2 separate regions of the Ovis aries genome follow, and region 1 is linked to region 2. The links are chromatin contacts, called in public Hi-C maps. All regions are on one chromosome and are shown on one strand. The core of a region is the stretch at or near the end of the contact, and the rest is flanking DNA. Distances in the headings are between cores, read along the strand shown. Region 1 holds the start of LSG1 (large 60S subunit nuclear export GTPase 1). Region 2 holds the start of XXYLT1 (xyloside xylosyltransferase 1).

The links. A called contact is a pair of places that touch in the nucleus more often than the background predicts.
Region 1: a contact with region 2 is called in a Hi-C map of hypothalamus, with 4 times the contacts expected there. The contact joins the promoter of LSG1 here to the promoter of XXYLT1 in region 2. A contact is called at or near these places in 13 of 16 Hi-C or Micro-C datasets (blood, hypothalamus, liver and 6 more).

What each region holds. Positions count from the first base shown.
Region 1 is chr1:193,700,401-193,705,154 of ARS-UI_Ramb_v3.0, reverse strand. It overlaps LSG1 (large 60S subunit nuclear export GTPase 1), which reads right to left and starts at 3,456. Exons shown (of 14, transcript XM_060404399.1): 1 at 3,282-3,456; 2 at 1,681-1,807. The coding sequence starts at 3,380.
Region 2 is chr1:193,139,988-193,144,518 of ARS-UI_Ramb_v3.0, reverse strand. It overlaps XXYLT1 (xyloside xylosyltransferase 1), which reads right to left and starts at 2,697. Exons shown (of 4, transcript XM_027957138.3): 1 at 2,079-2,697. The coding sequence starts at 2,582.

The DNA.
Region 1 (4,754 bases), core at 2,207-4,706, 560 kb before region 2:
ATTAATTTCCAGGAGGGATTTTTATGGATTTTTTGAAAGGCTTATGGAAATCTCGTTATGGAGGTATGTCATTGGTCATTAGTGATTTACTTAGTCTCCAATTCCTCTTTCCCTCACGCTCAGGCTCAGTGTCTTCCGTTGTGTCCAGCTCTTTGGGACCCCATGGACTGCAGCCTCTGTCCAGGCTCCTTTGTCCATGGGATTCTCTATGCAAGAATACTGGAGTGGGTTGCCATGCCCTCCTCCAGGGGATCTTCCCAAGCCAGTGATCGAACCCACATCTCCTGCATTGCAGGTGAATTCTTTACCACTGAGCCCCCAAGGAAGCACCCCCCTGCCCCCCTTCTCCTGAGTGGGACTGAAAATTCCAACCTTCTAATTACGATTACATTGCTCAGAAGACCAACCCGTATACCGAAACTATTTAGGAGTACTCATTAACATGCAAAAAAGACACTCTTTTCACTTACTCCAGCCTCTCTACAAAGTCTGGTTTAGTCTAACCACGAACAGTTTTGTTTCTGTTCTTTTCTCCATTCTTCTCTTTACTACTCTTTCAGCCCTGGCCTGATTCGCTTGCTGGACTAAAGCAACAGTCTCCTAACTGGTCTTTCTTGTTCAAAAGCCATCGGTGATCTTTCAAAAAATATACTTGCTTACAACCAACACCTTTAAAGACCTCATTCCTGGACCTGGCCCTTCCTTCCTCCCTAAGTGTTTGTTCATCGCCTCTTGTACCCATGTACTTTAAGAACCATGAGATTTTTTCTAACCATTTTCTGAACAAAGCAGGCTGCTGCTCAGATCTTAGCTCCTCCATTATGATGTATGATGATGTAACCTCCTGCATCATCTCACCTGTCCCGCTAACATCAACTCATCTTTTAAGGCTCAGACCCTGGGTAAAGAGTTCCCTGACCAGCCCCAGTTTTCCTTCAGATAGAAACGGACACCTTTTATCCATCTCTTATTACTCTGCTACAGACTTCTTTTATAGCACCTAAGATAAAATTCTGTAGAAATAAAAATTTCTCTTACTCAATACTATACTTTTAGTAGGCACACAATACCTGAAAGTAACTGGGGTTCAATAAAAGCATTTTGAACAAATCTGCTAAACAGCAGTTATAGTAACAGAAGGGCAATAGAAACAGTAGTTTGTGAGGGTATCTCTGTGCCAGGTAGCTCGCTAAGTGCTTAGAAAACACACATAAACACACACATACAAAAAACCACAAACAAAAACAAAAAAGGGCAAGCAGTGACTAAAATACAATTATATGCGTGGAAAAATGCACTCCAGCGTGTGACAAGTACTTAAATTTAATTCAGGATTTTGCTTCTAACAATGGTAGCAGGAAACATTTTCTGGTAAAAGCTGGTTACTGTTCACCATAATGTTAACTGGTCTCTTCCCTGATGAGAGACTGAGTTTCTCGAATTTGAAATGATAGGTAACCACAGATGCTTTTTCGAGCTGAATTTTACAACTGTGGCACATTTTGTACTTCCCTGTTGAATTCAACTGAACCTTCCGCACTGCTCCTGAGATATCTGCCTTTGGGTTAAAAGCAGCTCCCTTATGAGTTTAGGAAGACTGGCAAAACACCCCCCAGTAGACTTGCTTGTATCTAGTCAGCAAAGACAGAAATGTGCCGGAGGCACTCAGCAACAACTCACCAGCTACAAACTCTGTTCCTGCAAGTTCCGCAGTGGCAAGGAAGTCATCCAGGGAACTCTGTTCTGTCACGGACTGAAGATTAAGTCGACCCCAATCATAGCCATCGTTGAGCTCACTTGTGTGCAGCTATGAGTAAAACACAGGAGGGTAAGAGAGCTGCTTTCTTCTGCTCTTCACATCCAAATAAACACTGCTGCTGCTGCTGCTAAGTCACTTCAGTCGTGTCCGACTCTGTGTGACCCCATAGACGGCATCCCACCAGGCTCCCCTGTCCCTGCGATTCCCAAAAAAACATTCTATGGCCTTGAGGGTGGTGTTAGCTCTTTTAGTCAACACTAGTAACAGTTAACATTTAAATGAGCACTTTCTTACCTCGTGATAATTATTTTCCGTTTACTTTCTTATATAATTTTCAAAATCTTTTGAAATAAACTTCATATCTCGATCAGGATTAAACTGGATAGAATAAATTGCCTACAGTCATAAGCTAATAAGTTGCAGAGGTATTTGAATCTAAACCCATAAACCATATACTCTGGTTCTGGCAGCCACTGTTGGTCAACTTTTTTAGACAGACACCCACAGTAAGAAATACACTTCACGTAGTGACTTAAATGCTGTGAGATACTGTGAGATGCTGTGTACCATTCAGTAAAGTGAAAACAAAAGAATCCTGAAAGTTACCTTTATTACATTACACACAATGTGGTATTTTCTTGAGTTTTATTCTGTGGGGTGAAAAGCTTGGCTAGTTGCCACTTACTGATCTGATTCCAGACACACCTCAGTTTCATAAGATAAACATCATCCTAACCTACATGTTCTGTACAGGTACAAATAAATAAAAAAATTGAAGGCTAAAAGGCTAGGTGGTTTGCCCAAAGGCCACAGAATCAGCAAAAGTCAGGGTAAGGATTAGAATCTAGTTCTTTACTGAGAACTTCGTGAATTCTCAAACACTTCGAGGAATAAATGTCAAAATGACAATTACAAATCAATCAAACCACTTCATCCGCTCTTCAAGGATCCTAAAACTATGGCCGTTTCCAGGCCCAGGAAGCTACTAGGCCCGCCAAACTTTGGAGAAATGCTGTCCAGTTCTGAGTAACACCACTAGGGAATAAAAAAAAGTGCAGCACGAATCTGAATTATTTTGTACTTTTGCTACCAACCAGCGGCCCTTGGAGGATCAATTCTTTAGAAAAATGAATACAAGAAGAAGTCGTTTTTGCGTAATTCCTGTGCAGAAACTTCCAAATGCTTCCACGGCCTACAGGATAAATATCAAACTTTTGCCCTGGTTTTCAAGATCTCACTCCGACCTCATCACATTAGCCTCCACCTCTGGGCCGTGTCTTGCTAGGAGGGCCTGTTTATCCGCCTGGTTGATTCTAACGGTCTTGAGCATTTGCGCATTTCAGTATCCGAGAGGGTCTGGGGGTGGGTCTAGAACGGATCCCCGCCGTTACCGGGGGCAACTGTATTCATCCCTAGAAACCCTACTTTGGCATCATTTGCTTTGGAATATTTTCCTGAGAACTCTGACCGTAAATTTCGCAGCGTTCAGACTCACAACTAGGCAGAAAGACAAGGTTTTTACCCAGGAGTCAGGGTGGCGGTGGCTACGGCTCCGTTGAACTTGCTGGCGGATAAGAGCCCGGCCAAGGGTTCCACCCTCTGGAGCTCTCCTCCGACCCATGCTTGTCCAGAAAACGAACGAAAAGCGGCAGGCATGAGTCACACCAGTTTTCTGGGTATTCAAGAGCGCGATCTCCGGAAGTGACGTATAGGCGAGCCCAAGTGGTTAAGGCCCGAAGTAGCAGGGAAACAGAATAATTTGCCTCAAATCGCCACTTATATATCTCACATTTGCCACTACGATAGAAATTAAATGCAAAAGGTGGTTTTAGAGCTTAATTTTCAATATATTTTCCTAAGAATATCTCAAAGTTGGATAAGGCGAGTAGATTAAACGAATGGTACCGTCTAAATTTGTGCGTCGATTTTTAGTGTTCGGGGTACAACTAGGAGACTCGGAAAAAAGTGGCCGGGCATAGTTGCGGTAGCAGCCACGCCTCCTTTTAATTTCGTCAGGAGGAGGTGGAGACCTGCGTGAAGGGTGTTCCTGCAGCGCTAGGTGGCGTTGCTTCCTGGCGCTAATTTTCGGCCTAGTGTTTTAAGGTGTGGCTTCATCGCGGTCACGCCTGGCAACTAAACAGCTTTGTGTTTACTTGGTCTTCCTAAGCTGTGAATTGGTGAGAAGAGTTCCTGCGTGGATGGCAGTTTGGAATGGAAAGAGCTTGACAAGGTTGCAAGGAAAGCCAAAGGAATCTGACTTAAACGTTTTTGGTTATTTTTCCAAATAGCTTTTTAAAAAGCATTTAAAACTCCTAGCTAGAATTGTATTTAAATTTTCCGATAAATTAAAATAAAGTGAAAGCAGTGACCCCGCTCCACTCTTTGTGGCCTTTTGCTCCTCACTTTATCTTTAGAGAAGTTGGATTAGAGTTATGAGGGTGTTGGGGGTTTTAACTATTCTCATTAATCAGAACACCTCATTGTTGTGATGCTCTGAGAGCAAGCAGCGTGCCCAAATCATAGCTGAAATATATTCGGTCAGGCATCAAACCCAAGTCTCCTCAATATTTTATCCGTTCCTGGGGGGGATGAGAGGGGAAAATGTCGGTTGTTATTGTGTATTTTAGAACCTAGTTCTTCCCCAACTTTGATGTGCATGTGAACCCTCTAGGAATCTTACTAACGTGCTGATTCTGACTGATAAGGTCTAGGGTCTGGCGGCACTGGGTCCTTCCAGGAGATGATGATGATGTTGGTCTGGCCCACAGGCCACTCTGAAGAGCAAGAGAAGTCCATTTCCTGCTGGTACAGATGAAGACCCTGAAGAGCACTGGCTAGAAGTCAGTCACAGCAAGTTTGGGTCAGGAAGAGCTGGAACCATATCCCCCACCCATGTCTGCATTCCCTGCTAAGCCCTGCTGTGGGCTGTATCTCACTGCTGACTCTAACTGAATTGGAGTGCACTTTCACCAGATAGCTCAGTTGGTAAAGAATC
Region 2 (4,531 bases), core at 1,448-3,947:
AACACCTGGAACAGGCTGCCAGGCCCTTCCTCCCAAGACTGCAATTAGGGAAATCAGGATGGGCCCCAGGCTGAAAGAACCTCAGCTCAGACAGTGGACCCCAAGGCCCCTGCAGCCACAAGCTCCAGGACCTGGATTCTTGGCCTCCTGTACCATGGAATCCAGACCAGGTGCCTCGCTATGACTGGTGCGTGTTCCCAAAGGGTTCATTTGTTCTGGGCAGGGCATACACTGGATGCTATGGCAGAAAGCTGAAACAGAAAGCTGTGGAGGGCTGGGCACAGACTGTCCCCAATTCTAGGGGCATTCCTGGGGGAGGGTAAAAACTACGTAAACAGTGGTCAAGGGCCCAGGAAGAAAGGAAGTTACACTCTGGGCAGAGAGTAGAGCTTGTGTAAAGGCACATTCAGTACAGTTAGTAGAGGAAGGACAAGGAGGTCAGCTGAAGAGCCCGGCCCCACAACAGACAGCCCTGCCAAGAAATGAGGACTCGATCCTGTAGACAACAACAACAAAAAAGGGAGTTCCCTGGAGGTCCAGTGGTTAAGACTGAACTTCTGCTTCAAGGGACACAGGTCGGGGAACTCAGATCCCACAGGCTGTGCAGTGCGGCCAAAAACAAACACCAACAGGCCCCTGAACCCTGCAGGAGGCCAGCACTGGCTCCCCTTAGTCACTCACCCAGCACAAACACATGGTACACTACTCTAATCTTACCACCCCTCCCCCTTCCACCAGTCTCCATCCTTTAAGATCAGCTACTAAGAACCCGCCTGCCAACGTAGGAGACATGAGACACGGGTTCAATCCCTGGGTCGGGAAGATCCCCTGGAGGAGGGCATGGCAACCCACTCCAGTATTCTTGCCTGGGGAATCCCATTGGACAGAGGACTCTGGTGGGCTACAGTCCATTGGGTCGCATAAAGCCAGACATGACTGGAGTGATTTAGTGCACACTATTTCTATCCCAAAATCACACATTAGATCCCCTCTGGGCAACTATTAGGTCAAAAGGAGACATGTAATTTAACTGAGGCCATTAACACTAAGCTTGGACTGCAAGGAGATCCAACCAGTCAATCCTAAAGGAAATCAATCCTGAATATTCATTGGAAGGACTGATATTGAAGCTGAAATACTCGAATACTTTGGCCACCTGATGCAAAGAACCAACTCATTGGAAAAGACCCTAATGCTGGGAAAGATTGAAGGCGGGAGGAGAAGGGGATGACAGGGGATGAGATGGTTGGATGGCATCACCGACCAGATGGACATGAGTTTGAGTAGGCTCCAGGAGTTGGTGATGGACAGGGGGGCCTGGTGTGCTGCAGTCCATGGGGTCGCAAAGAGTCGGACACGACTGAGTGACTGAGCTGACTGACTGAAGAATACAATCTCTCCCAAGCAGAGCCAGGTGGTCCAGCCTGGAACAAGACGACTAGCTCTGCTCTGCCCTCTCCAGATCTTATATCCTTACCTCTTGGAGCACTTTCTTGCTGGGAGGAACCCGCTGCTTCTCTAAATGGGTTCATGACCCTGAAGAGAAGGGAAGGAGGAGGCACACTGAGGAGATGAAATGGTTCACATGGGCTGGGTTTGGGCTGGACCAGTTTCAACTGAAATCCTTAGAGCTATGAGAAATGTCACTGTAATCTGAACAACTCAAGCGGCCTAAGACCTTGTCCAGCAGACAGTGCACTTTCAAGTGACCTGCTCCATCCTCAAAAGTCAAACACTGAAAAGAATAAAAAGAGGGGCAGACTTAAAGGCACTGACTGCTGAAATCAACCACGCCAGGAAAGAGCGGGCACGCTGATTCTCCAGGGGGCCGCAGTTAAAGGGAAGCTAGGATCAACGAAGTCAGCTAATAGAGGCTCCGAGACACGCCCCCTGGACCATGCCTGCAGCGTGCTGTGAACGCACAATTCAGGTAGGGTACGGATTAAGGGCTTAGGCTTCTGCTGGCACTGGCAATGGGCATCGCAACTAAGACACCTCCCTCCTGACCCCTGGATCCAGGCCAGGCCCCACAATGACCGAGTCACCTACCCGGAGCCTCTAGCTGGGGCCCCGCTCACCTTGCATTTGAAGCCGGCGGCGGGCGGCAGCAGCTCCCGCAGCAAAACCTTGGCCACCTCGCGGCTGGCCTCCTCGCTTACGAAGTGCAGGTTAAGCACCTCGTGCGCCTCGAACTTCGCGAGGCGCAGCAGGGAGCGGAGGGCGACGCGGGCCTTGGCCTGCAGCGCGGCATTGTGTTCGGCCTTGGTGAACATCATCAGCAGGTGGTAGTCCACCGGCCCGGCCCCGCCGCCCTCCAGGCTCTTGGCCTTAGCGCCCGGGGCCGGCGCCAAGGATGCCCGCGCCAGCTCCAGCGCCGGCGGCGAGGGCGCAGCAGGGGCCCCGGCGCGGGCCTCCTTCAGCCTCTTGGTGGCGCTGGAGAAGGTCTCCCGGCCCGAGCCCAGGTAGTAGAAAGCACAGACCGCCAGCGCCGCGGCCAGCAGCAGCGCGCAGTAGTGGGAGCGCACAGCGCCCAGACGCGCCATGGCCCGAGCGCACGGGGGCCCGCCTCGGAGGAGACCCATGCGCCGCCGGCCCGCGAACAGATCAGCCGGCGAGTTGCGGCAGAGACCAGTATCCCGGCAGCAAGTTAGCAGCCCCGGTAGCTGGCGGCAGCCATGGCGGGGGCGGAGCCGAGCTGCCAATCTGCGGGCGCTGATACGCGGAGAGGCGGTGCCAGGCTGCCTGGCAGCCACTGGGTCCTAAGCTCAGAAGGATTACAGCGGGGTCGGGCGGTGAGCCCGCGGGAGTCCCTCCAGCGTGTTCGACAGAGGCGGTGAGGACTTGGCCACACAAGCCAGCAGGCTGTGCGGTCTGTGGAAAATGGCCCTCGTTAAGCGCACAGCCCCAGGCGCTAGAAACCGAAGCTAAGCCTTCGGAAGCAAAAAGACTAAACTGGACGCACAAAAAATGTTCTCTATATCTTTTCCCTCCTAATTTCTTGAAGGCTTTATGTCCTCTCCCTGACTCCTTTCACACCTTGGCGACTAGGGCTAAAGAATTTAAACTAGCAACTCCTTTCCCATTCTCGGTGAAGTAGGATTGGCACCCGAGGTATGAATCACTTGCTCACCTCACTTGGCATCTGAGGCCGACCAGAGGCAACCTATGGGTTGTAGCCACCAGGGGGGCCACCTGCCACAAACTTTGGGTGGTTCAGAGCTCCCCAGGAAGCTTGTGGTTTTTTTTTTTTAACAGACTTCAACACTTTAAAAGAGACTTACTGTATACCCAGTGGTTTTACAAAATTAACTGAGGTGTAACTGAGGTCACTTGCTCAGGTCACACGGTCTCAGCTTTGACAGTGAAGCAGACACTCTTCCACAGCAGAAGAGGGTGCCTATATTCTGCCAACACTAAAATCTAAGAAAACTTTCAGTTCTCTCTCCTATCCACAGAACAATGGTTATCAAAATTTTATTGGTACTAGCAGCACTAGGGAGCTTGATAAAACACAAAGGCTCAGGCCCTATTACCTTCAACGAGTCTGGGCCTTGATGGTGATTCTTCTGCAAGCCAAAGTTTGAAAAGCAGTGCCCTGGATTTTCACACAGTCAACCTCTCCTGCTTCAGACCTTGGCTTGGGTGTCCCTGCCTCAAAGAGTGGTCTCTAAACACCAGCCCTTGCAGTGTCCAGATGAGGCACCATCCTCAAGGATACCATAAGGGCCACCTAAGAACTACCCATTCCCATCTTTCTCTGCTGCAAGAAGGCAAAACTTCAAGAGAGCAGGCAGTGTGTCTTTCTTTAACCATAATATCTCCAGTAACTGATGGTGCTTGACTCACTGAATGAGCATCAGAAATATACCCACCCATTGTAAACCATCATTTTCATAACAGAATAAGGGAAAATGTACTCAAATATTTAGCCACAAGGGTAATGCAGAGCTAGGTTTATGATGACAAGATATTAAAATCAAATGTTCATCAGTAAAGTGAAACTAAAGATGCTGTTGGGAATTCTCTGGTGATCCAGTGGTTAAGAGTCTGCCTGCCAGTGCAGGGGACATGGTTTCAATCCCTGGTCCAGAAAGAAACCATACACCACATGACAGGTAAGCCTGTGCACCACTACTGAGCCAGCACTCTAGACCCCACAAGCCACAGCTACTGAATCCAAGTGCCTGCAGCTTGGGCTCTGCAACAAGAGAAGCCACCACAATGAGAAGCCCACTCGCCCACAACCACAGAAACCCTACACACAGCAATGAAAACCCAGTGCAGCCAAAAATAGGTAATTTTTTTTTTTTAATTTTTAGAAAACAAAGGTGCTGTTGGTGCTGTAGTCAACAAACTCTAAGTGGAAATTTTTTAAAGTGACAAATGGAGGAAGAACCTATAGATTTACAGACTCAACAGATACATTAGCCAATTGCAATGAATGGAACTTACATAAATTCTGATTTGAAAAATCTTTTTTTAAAGAACACAAGATACTGAGGAATTTGAATACTGACTACATAGTTTCATA